Linked DNA regions of Mus musculus: region 1 is linked to region 2. A link is a contact called in public Hi-C data. All regions are on one chromosome and are shown on one strand. Each heading gives the region's core, a stretch centred on a gene start, on an enhancer-like site or on the middle of the called end of the contact. The rest is flanking DNA. Distances are from core to core; before and after follow the strand shown.

Region 1 (5,233 bases), core at 30-2,529, 100 kb after region 2:
AGCATTTTAGCAGAATAAGAAGCCATAGTAAAATGTTGGGAGACATTAATATTTCTAAATCATTCAGGAATATGTATATAAATTATTTCTTAATGAATGTCATTGGATAATATAAATACTGACTTTTGAAGATGTTTACTCATGCATTGACTTAACTAATATTCACAAGTTGTCTAGTTTATGAAACACTATTCTAGGAACTGAGACACTGTGGCAAACAAATGTTCATGTCATCATTGTCAGGTAGCGAGGGATAGGAGAAAGACACAATTACAGGAGAAACTCTGCTTGGAAACACACAGACAAGTGAGGGGAACTCAGTGACCATCCGGTGCTCAGGAGGCCCCTGGCAAGCGGGAGGTTTGTGCTGGACAGCACGATGGTGACCAGGCTACCCCAAGACTCTCGGGGTAAGCAGTCCACCACCAGGGAAGGGTTCCCGAGGAGGAGCCAGGTAGAGCAGATCCCTGGGGGCACAAGAAGCAGGAATAAGAAGAAGGCTCTGTGGAGATGAGGGACCAGACCTTGCAGGATTCTGAAAGGAACGGGATAGAAATCTGGTTGGGTTTTTTGGTGTTTTGTTTTGTTTTGTTTTGTTTTGTTTTTCCTTCCAGATAGAGGTTTTCTGTGTAGCCTTGGCTGTCCTGAAACTCTCGCTCTGTAGACCAGGCTGTCCTCGAACTCACAGAGATCACCGCCTCTGGCTCTTGGGTGCTGGGATTAAAGGTGTGGCCACCACAGCCAGGCAGGAATCTGTATTTTTGTTTTGTTTTCACTGAAGTGAAACTCATGTGATATACAGTCAACCATTTGAAAATGCAGACCTTGGTGACGCTTGTGATTCTTGGTGGCATCCAGCCACTCTCCAGACTAAATGTTACTAGCAAGGATTATAATGGGGTTAGGACAGGGCTCGGGTCAGGTATTCACCAAGTTCCCCGGGCTGCCGGGAGTAATCAATGACTTCTGCTCAATAGTCTTATGTCACCTTGACACGACTGGAACCGTTTTGGAAGAAGGAACTTCAAGGGAGAAAAATGCCCCCACCCACCCCACACAGATGGGCTGGGGGTGAGCCCGTCGGGCATATTCTTGATTGGTGTGTGAAGGTACTGCTCACCATTTTAGTACCTGGGCTAATGGTCTCAAGTGCTGTAAGAAAGAGACTAAGCACACCACAAAGAACAAACCACCAGCAGGCAGGCAGGCAGGAGGCAGGCAGGCAGGCAGGCAGGCAGGCAGGCAGGCAGGCAGGCAGGCAGGCAGGCAGGCAGGCAGGCAGGAGGCAGGAGGCAGGAGGCAGAAGGCAGGCAGGAGGCAGGCAGGCAGGAGGCAGGCAGCACTCCTCTGTGGCCTCTGCTCAGCTCCTGCCTCCAGGGTCCTTCTCTGCTTGAGTTCCCATCCAGATTCCTCTGTTCCATGGAACTGAAGGCTGAAAATACCCTTTCCTCCCTACGTTGCTTTTGGTATGGTGTTTTATCACAGCAACAACGGAACTAAGATACAAGGCAAGTCACTTGCAGTGCCTGGTACAAGGGAGGCTCCATCAGCATTAAATACTGTGACTTTATTATAGGTTTATATAGGAAATGAATTCCTGAATGAACTTTAATATGCATATATAGTGAATTTAAAGTACACATACATGTATATATGTATGTGTATATGTGTGTGTGTGTGTGTGTGTGTGTGTGTGTGTGTATGGACTCTACCAATGAGCTATATCTTCATCCATAGGGGATATAATTTATAATAAATTTATTTAACAAAATATATTTATAAGTACTGTAGCAAAATGAAAAATGTAATAATCTCCACTTTTCATTAGAACTAAGAATCATTTTCACTTCAGCAATTATATATTTTCCCACTACAATAAACTATTTTCTATCTGTACATAAATTCCAAAATTGTAGGTAAACAATATTTAAAACATGATTAGAGCTCTTGTGAAAGAGATAAAAAAAAGATAAGACTGAGAGTGAGGTGCCCTTCAGAATGCATCTGCCGAAATATCCAAGCAACCAAGAGGTGATATTAAAACGTAATTTTGGGGGCTGGAGAGATGACTCAGTGGTTAAGAGCACTGACTGCACTTCCAGAGGTCCTGAGTTCAATTCCCAGCAACTGCATGGTGGCTCACAATCATCTGTATTGGGATTGGATGCTCTTCTGGTGTGTCTGAAGATGGTGACAGTGTGCTCATATACATAAAATAAATAAATATTTTTTTACAAAAAGAAAACCTAATTTTCAAAAGAAGAGTCTAGAGCCGGGTGCAGCGGCATGCACCTGTAACCCCAGCTCTCAGGAAGCCAGGCAGGAACGTGCACTCCTGTCCAGCCTGGGCTATACAGTGAGATCCAATCTTAGATGACTTAGCAGTAAAAGCACTGGCTGCTCCTCTTTCAGAGGTCCTGAACTCAATTCCCAACAAGGACATGGCAGCTTACCACCATCTATAATTCGATCCAATGCTCTCTTATGGAGTATAGACAGATAAGCAGGCAAAGTGCTCACATACATAAAAGACATAAACCAACCTAAAGAAAGGAAAAGGATACATTTCTTACTTTTCTGAACTTTTCCATTTGTTTGAAGGTGTCTGGGTCAAGTTCCTGCGATGCATCTTTCATCCACAGCAGGGCTCCTCTGTACTCTGTGCGGGCCCGCTCCATGCGGTTAATGGTCACCAAGGTGTCAGAAATGGCCCTCTGACTGAATGTTGCCACTTCTTGCTTAAGACGAGACAGGGGAGTACACAAGGCCAATCTAATAGCGCGGGGGTAAAGATCAGAGGATTGTACATCCATAAACAAAATTCTAGACACATTGCAACATGTATTTATCGTGGAGCTGAGTCATAAGGAGGAAATTCCTGACGCGCTTTGAAGACTTAGAAAACAGACCCTGAGTTACTGGGGAACATGTTTCTACAGATATATAAATATCTAAAGTTGATCCAGATATAAAATAACCCACCAGGCACACCTGGTGTTAGAATTCTAAAGCAACACAGAACCTGTGCTCCAAAACACAACACAATTTACAGAGATTATCCAGTTGGCAAGTATAGAGAACACTTGGGTTCAAAACATTTCATAAGCCAGGCGTGGTGGCACACGCCTTTGATCCCAGCACTCGGGAGGCAGAGGCAGGCGGATTTCTGAGTTTGAGGCCAGCTTGGTCTACAGAGTGAGTTCCAGGACAGCCAGGGCTATACAGAGAAATTCTGTCTCAAAAAACCAAAAACCAAACCAAAACAAACAAAAAAACCCCCAAAAGATTTGATAAAAATACTAGGAAAACTAATGATGGGGGCAGTTCTTGGCAGCTGAGATGAGGATAGAAAAACAGATATTTAAGGAACACAACTCAACCCCCCCTGGGCTAAGGCTGGTTTTGATACGGAGGCTTGGGAGGGCCCTGGACTGTCTGGCTCTACTCCTTAAGGAGGATTTCTGCACTAATATGGCATTGCAGAATTAAGCCACCTGGGCCAGCCATCACAGGGCCGAGGAGGTCAGTTTTCTGACTTTGTCTGTAATACAAGGATTCAGCTACATTTACATACAGATATATGGCAGTCTTTATAACCCATATCTTTATGCTAAACACTGTGAAATAATAAGTGGAAAGTGTCAAATTAAGAAAGAAGAAAATCAGGCTGGGTATGGTGGTGCACGCATTTAATTACAGCACATGGGTAGGCAGAGGCAGGTGAATATCTATGAGTTCAAGGTTAACCTGGGCTACATAGTAACCTTTCTAAAAAGAGAAAAAACTCTATTTAAAAAGTAACTTTTCCATGAAATAAGAGATACTATAATGTCAAAAGTGAGTGAGTGGAGGGTGCAGCTCAGAGGCAGAACACCTGCTAAGACACATGAGGCCAGACTCCTCTGGTCAACCTCATAGAGGAAAACACCAACACAGAAAAAATACAAACACGTATTTGAAATATTAGCTGTTCTGTAATTCTATTATAGTAAACCATTTGAGAAATAGAAATATAATCCAAAATGCTATTTTTAGGAATTCAAGAGCACCAATTTTTATGTAATTCTTTTGAATGCAAATGATTAACTAGAATAAAAAGTATATCCCTAAACACATTTCTCTTGAAACACCTTTCATTGCCTTATTAGAATTGGCAATCACAAAAAAGAAAAGAAAAGAAAAAACAACAACAAAAAAAAAGCCAGGCATTGGTGGCACACGCCTTTAATCTCAGCACTTGGGAGGCAGAGGCAGGCGGATTTCTGAGTTCGAGGCCAGCCTGGTCTACAGAGTGAGTTCCAGGACAGCCAGGACTACACAGAGAAACCCTGTCTCGAAAAACAAAACAAAACAAAAACCAAACAAACAAAAAAAAGGAATCAGCAGTAGCCTTTCTTTGCAAACTTAGCACACATCAGGAGGGTCACATGACTACAATCCAAGGGTGAAGAGAGCTGTGTTGAACCTTTGCTTGGCTGAAGAACAGAGGGCCTTGCCAGCAGCATCCATCATTTCGCCAGCTTGAGTCGAATCCCGCTCTGCTTGAAACTTTAAAAAGAGTCCTAGTTCATTTTCTTCCTCTGATATAACTAGGGAAAAGAATGAAAGTTTAGTTAATTCTCTCATTTCACCATTTGCTTAAAACATAACAGGCAGAACACACGACTCTACAGGTTAAGGTGTTTGCCAGCAAGCCTGACCACCTGAGTTCAGTGGAACAAGTGGGTTCCACTTGTGCAAGGAGGGAACTGACCCCTCCAGGTTGTCCTCTGACCTCCACACATGTTCTGTGGCACGTGGGTAAACACAGACACACACAGTCACACACACACACATGTAATTTAAATTTTTAATAAAGAATCACAAGGGGAAGAAACAGTCTCATGTGTGAGTTTCTCGCCCACCTGCTGGGCAGAGGCTGACGTTGACAGTCTGGAACACACTGTTTAGCTCTGGGCACTTTAGATGCCGAGTCAGCAGAACTTTCTTCTGCAAAACTGACAGTTAACCGATAAACCCAAAATGAGTCAAACCATAAAAACTGTGTGTGGTGTACCAAGACCAGCATGGGCCCTGAGGAAATAGTCCAGGGGTGCTGCCAGATGTTGAGAAGAAACTGAGGAAAAACAAAGAGAGTTTGACTAATTTCACTACTTTCATATCTATCATAGATTTAAAAACAAAACAAAACAGAAGGGCTTGGCTAAGAGGAAGTGGAGCTTGGAACATGCTG
Region 2 (5,186 bases), core at 1,133-3,632:
AATTAAGCAGGCAGGTTAAATGAGATAAAAGGGCTGTTTTGTTTTGTTTTGTTTTTTCATACCCATTGGATCTGTGATCCTGTGAGAAACACAGCTACAGGAAAACGTGAACAAAGGAGACATCAGTCAGTTTTGAGTTCCAACTGGCCATGGTGGCATAAATCTTAATTTTCTTTTCTTTCTTTCTTTCTTTCTTTCTTTCTTTCTTTCTTTCTTTCTTTCTTTCTTTTTATTTTATGTTGAGTACACTGTAGCTGTCTTCAGACACACCAGAAGGCATCAGATCCCTTAGAGATGGTTGTGAGCCACCATGTGGTTGCTGGGAATTGAACTCAGGACCTCTGGAAGAGCAGTCAGTGATCTTAACCGCTCAGCCATCTCTCCAGCCCTATAAAGCTTAATTTTCAAGTGGTGGAGAAAAGAGGGATCAGGGATCTAAGACTGTCCTCAGCTACATAGTGAGTTTCAGGCTAGTCTGAACTATATGGGACTCTACCTGTTTAAAAAAAAAAGGAACTAAGCAACTAGCTTCAGCAGACCATGTTTTAACTATGCAAACCATTTTAACTTTTGATCTAATACAGCTTATCTGATGAAAACAGTTTTTTAGCTTAAAAAAAGGAGGCCTTTAGGTCAGTAACAAACAAAACAAATTATCAGAGAGCCTAGGATACCAGAATATATTTCAAAAGGAAGCCATTGGCCATTTACACTTGAGTAAGACAGAAAGACTTAGTAACAGAATGTCTTTACTTTTCTGAGGTCTTTTCTGAGGTTTTGTCTGTTGGGATGCACACATATATGTACAATGATGAATGAATGAATGAATGAATGAATGGAGAGAGACTGCTAGAAAAGGAGTTCTGAGAACTTCCTGCACAGCCTCTTCTCATCAAATCCTTGGTTAATATTTAGAACTGTCTGTAGCAGATGGTATTGCTTAGCTGCACCTTACAAATAAGAAACTTGTTTATGGACATACCTGAGATCACAGGCTATGTGGGGGATCTGACTGTCTCCAGGACCCTAGGAACCTATCTAACAGCTTTCTACAGGAACCCAATAGGGCTTGAGGCCTAGAACCTGTTACCAGAACCACCACGCCTTGGTTAAGGGATCTTTTTAGAATGTATAGCTATTAAAGCCATAAAGGGATTAAGGATGCCACGTGCAGTCTGCATGTCGACTTTTTAATTGAAGAGGAACCCGCGTATTATGATTACTTTAGAATTTCTTGCCTTTCAGAGAGTTCTTATGAAAGCCATGGAGACTTATTTTCTCCACCAGACTAAACTATGAATGGTGGGCCAATGAAACGGCTCAGTCTGATGCATGAGTCTGATTCCCTGCACAGACATGTTAGAAAAGAACAGGCTGTCCTTTGACCTCTACATGCATGCACATGCTTATTCACAAACCAGATACATAAATGTAATAAATAAATAAATAAATAAATAAATAAATAAATAAATATGGGTGGTGCACCCAGTTCTGTCTCAAATAGAGAGGAGCAAGTGGAGGCCACAGCACTTTATAAACTTGCATCTTTCTAAGGTATAAGGGAACTGTAAAGTAACTGATTAAATAAATTCTTTATTACTTGAGATCTATAAGGGTGGGGGCTAGTAGCAACACTACTCGATAACTGAACTTCACAGATACCATCTAAAGTTGCATTCTAACCTGCAAATATAATCGTTCTGATATTTGAATCTTTGTAGCGCCAAAAAGAAAAGAGAAGAAAGATATAAAATACCCTAGAATTAAAGTTCTTTTATTTTAGAGCCCTGCTCATAGGTAGATGGAATTAGGGCAGAACAAAAAGATTGGGGGGCGGGGGTGAGGGGAGTCTCCAAAGAGATGTGCGTACGTGTTAACTTACAGACACCACTGCTGTAAGGAAATGAGTTTCAGAGGGAAAGAGTCGGTTCAGACCATCCCCGGGGACACCGTGGTCCCGTACAGTCCGTCCCTTTGGCCAAATTCCCGGAGTCCCAGGGGCTCCCTCCAGCGGGAAACAGGGACGCGCGTGGCCGGGCGCGCGCCTACACGTACACGCACGTGTACACACACACACACGCACGCACACACGTCCGCACACGCACGCAACCCCCCCTCACCCCCCACCCCCGCATCCCTCTACACAAGCCACAAGCGTTCCCTCCGCACCCCTCCTCCTGCCACGGCCGGTTTCCTCCGCCGCCCGACCCCTCGGGGGCGGGCCTCTTTCTCTTTAAAGAGCAGAAGCAGCCTCGGGAGCCGAGATGCGCGCAGCCAATCAGCGAGGCCGAGTGGCTCGAGCGCGCTGACGCTACACCAATGAGCGGCGGCAGGGGGCGGGGACAACGGAGGAGACACTATTGTTGATGAGGAGCCGCGGCGGCGGCTGCATCACCTCGTCGGTGCCCGTCGCTGCCCGCGCGCCCCCTGGTCCTGAAGTCAGGCTACGTCACCCGCTGGCTCAGGCCTTCCCTCGGGCCCCGAGCAGCCGGTCCCCGCCGCCCAGCACCCCCGGCCGCCGTCTCTGGGGCGGGGGGACCATGTCCCAGCGGGTGAGGCGCAATGGGTCTCCCACGCCCGCCGGCGCCCTCGCGGGTGGCGCGGTCGGCCCGCCCGGGGGCCCTGGGAGCCGCCTGCAGCCCATGAGGGCGACGGTGCCGTTCCAGCTGAAGCAGCAGCAGCAACATGGCAGCCCCACGCGGGGCGGCGGCGGCGGCGGCAACAACGGAGGCAACGGAGGCGCCTCAGGCCCCTCGGGCGGCGGCGGCAGTGGCGGCCCGCGCACCGCCTCACGCAGCACCAGCCCCACGCGCGGCGGCGGCGGCAGCGCGGCGGCGCGTACCAGCCCCACGGTGGCCACGCAGACGGGAGCGTCCGTGACGTCCACGCGCGGTACCAGCCCCACGCGCGGCACGGCGCCTGGGGCCCGAAGCAGTCCTCCGCGCCCGCAGCCGCCACCGCCCCTGCTGGGCACCGTGTCGTCGCCCAGTTCGTCGCCCACCCACCTGTGGCCGAGCGAGGTGATTGCGGCCCCACCCTCCGCCCGCGTCCGCCACCGGAGGAGGTCCCCAGAGCAGGGCCGACCCTCGGCGGAGAAGAGGAGCCCCAGCGCCCCGGTGTGCAAAGCAGGTACGTGGAGGACAGGGGTCCTGTGCCGCCGAGTGGGGACTGCAGCGCTCCGGTGGGGCGGGGCGGGGCGGGGCGGGGCGTGCGGTCCGCCACCCCTGCGTCTTGCCCGTGCGGGTCTCCGCCGTGGAGGTGCGGCCGCTAACCTTGGGCCTGGGCTCAATTTGTGGAAATCATAAACCCTGGGGTTTGGCCTTGCGTCGCTACTGCTGGGGCTGGTCCTGTCACTTTTGGTGACGCGGTTAATGCTTGCAAATAGCACTTGTGTGCTGCTTAGTGTTTCTGTTCCACAAAACAGTTTCGGATCTGGAGGACTGAATGCATCAGCAAAGGCGGATTTGGATCATTGAAGAGTTGTGAAGCTGGGAGCAGTTTTTGCATTTCGTAAGACTTAATGAGTAGCAAGAAGGGAGAAGTTAAGCAAGATTGCTTTGGGGTGTGTGCATAGGTCTATGTATGTGTTTACACATATACGTAAATGGTAGATAGCTAGCCTGAGGGTCTGAGTGTGTTTCTGAGATACTGGTTTTATTTCTCTTAGACTTATTCTTTGCTTCCCGCACCCCCCCCCCCCCAACACTCTCACTACCGCTGGCTGACCTGGAACTTGCAGTGTAGACCAGGCTGGCCTTGATCTGCCTGCCTCTGCCTTCCTAGTGCTGGGATTAAAGGCCTGCCCATTTTGTTTTGCTTTGGTTTTTTATGTTTATTTTTTATTTTTTGTTTGCGTTTTGAAACAGGCTCCCTGTAGCCTCATCTGGTCTGTAACTCACCATGTAGATAGGTTAGCCTCACCAACTGCCTCTGCCTTCTGAGTGCTGGAGTCAAAAGCATGCTACTTTGCCAGGCTACAAAATGCTTTTAAAAGATGTTAAGAGGATTCCCTCCCTTCAATAATGGGCAAGTGGTTTTCATACACGACCTCATTTTAGCTTTCATATTTTCCTTTAGATGGGTTAAGAACAAGTGGTGACAGGTGAGCTTTGACTCTGCTTGTATGCCACAGAGAACAAGTCTTCAAATTAGATCAAGGGAGCAACTTCTAATGTATAAGAGAACGTCTGAGAGATACATTGCACACCAAAATTACATGCATGCTGGACAAGATTTCTGCAGTTTGCCATTGAGTTTCTGGAGCTAGGATAGTGCATCTGGTGTCTGGTAGATGAGCTGCTTAAGTGGGCAGTAGACAAGGAAGGAGACTGGGCCCCTCAATCTGATAACAGAATTTTAAAGAGTTGATTTGCAACACACCCTGAGGAGAACTTGATTAGGGTAAACAGTCAAATGTGAAGGAGGCTTTATTTCCGGGGACATTGGGCTCCTTGTGTGCTCATTCATATTTTCCAAAGGCACCCCCTCCCCCACTCCCCACCCTCCAAAACCAGAAAAAAACGGAGTAGTTACTCTTAAACTAGGTGTGAGGGATACTGCTTGTTGGTAGGTCTCTCAGTCTTACTCAAGTGTAAATGTCTGATGGCTTTTTTTTCTTTTTTCAAGACTGGGGTTTCTCTGTATAGCCCTGCTGGCTGTCCTGGAACTCACTCTGTAGACCAGGCTGGCCTCGAACTCAGAAATCCGCCTGCCTCTGCCTCCCAAGTGCTGGGATTAAAGGGCCACCACTGGCCGATGTCTGATGTCTTCTTTTTGGAATATATTCTTGTTTCACGTTAGTTAGGTCCATACAAAGTGGGGGAAGTGTTTTCAGTAGCATAGACTGCTATGATTAAATCATTCCATGTTTTATATGGCCAAATCTAGAAAGAGACATTGTAATTACTGCGCCCCTTTTTGATTAAAGGGAGATGACCAGTTTGCAGGCTTGATGAAATGTGAAAGTTCTTACTTGGAAACAAAGGTGCTTCTTGATGCAGTTCTGGAACCCTCATGTGACTCAGATGCCTGGGCTCATCTTCAGGCTGCTAGCTTCTTCTAGATGTCTCATGGGGTGAACAGAGTCCAGCCTTCACCAGGGCTTCATTATTACAGAGTCCCTATGTGGGAGATCTCAGGATCTCTAGCTGGTTGATTATTTCTCTGGGCTTTGAACTAATTACTGA

What was found. A called contact is a pair of places that touch in the nucleus more often than the background predicts.
Region 1: a Hi-C map of the G1E-ER4 cell line shows a contact between it and region 2, with 1.9 times the contacts expected there. The contact joins the enhancer-like site here to the promoter of Fam117b in region 2. A contact is called at or near these places in 7 of 39 promoter capture datasets (embryonic stem cells, hippocampal neurons, liver and 2 more), 1 of 15 datasets of contacts at CTCF or cohesin (CD8 T cells), 1 of 484 Hi-C or Micro-C datasets (the G1E-ER4 cell line), 5 of 115 datasets of contacts at active chromatin or transcription factors (effector CD8 T cells, embryonic stem cells, memory CD8 T cells and 1 more) and 3 of 9 other capture datasets (adipose tissue, liver and pancreatic islet).

Annotation. Positions count from the first base shown.
Region 1 is chr1:60,011,247-60,016,479 of GRCm38.p6, forward strand. Ica1l (islet cell autoantigen 1-like) reads right to left here. Exons shown (of 11, transcript NM_027407.4): 4 at 4,466-4,589; 5 at 2,574-2,772. Among named protein-coding and RNA genes, the nearest start is that of Ica1l, 29 kb to the right of the region's middle. Within about 2 kb of position 1,280, at least 5 of the 459 cell types and tissues checked have an H3K27ac peak or open chromatin away from gene starts, as enhancers often do. A contact at or near this core is called in the G1E-ER4 cell line, where this site is marked.
Region 2 is chr1:59,910,624-59,915,809 of GRCm38.p6, forward strand. It overlaps Fam117b (family with sequence similarity 117, member B), which reads left to right and starts at 2,383. Exons shown (of 8, transcript NM_001037725.3): 1 at 2,383-3,129. The coding sequence starts at 2,541.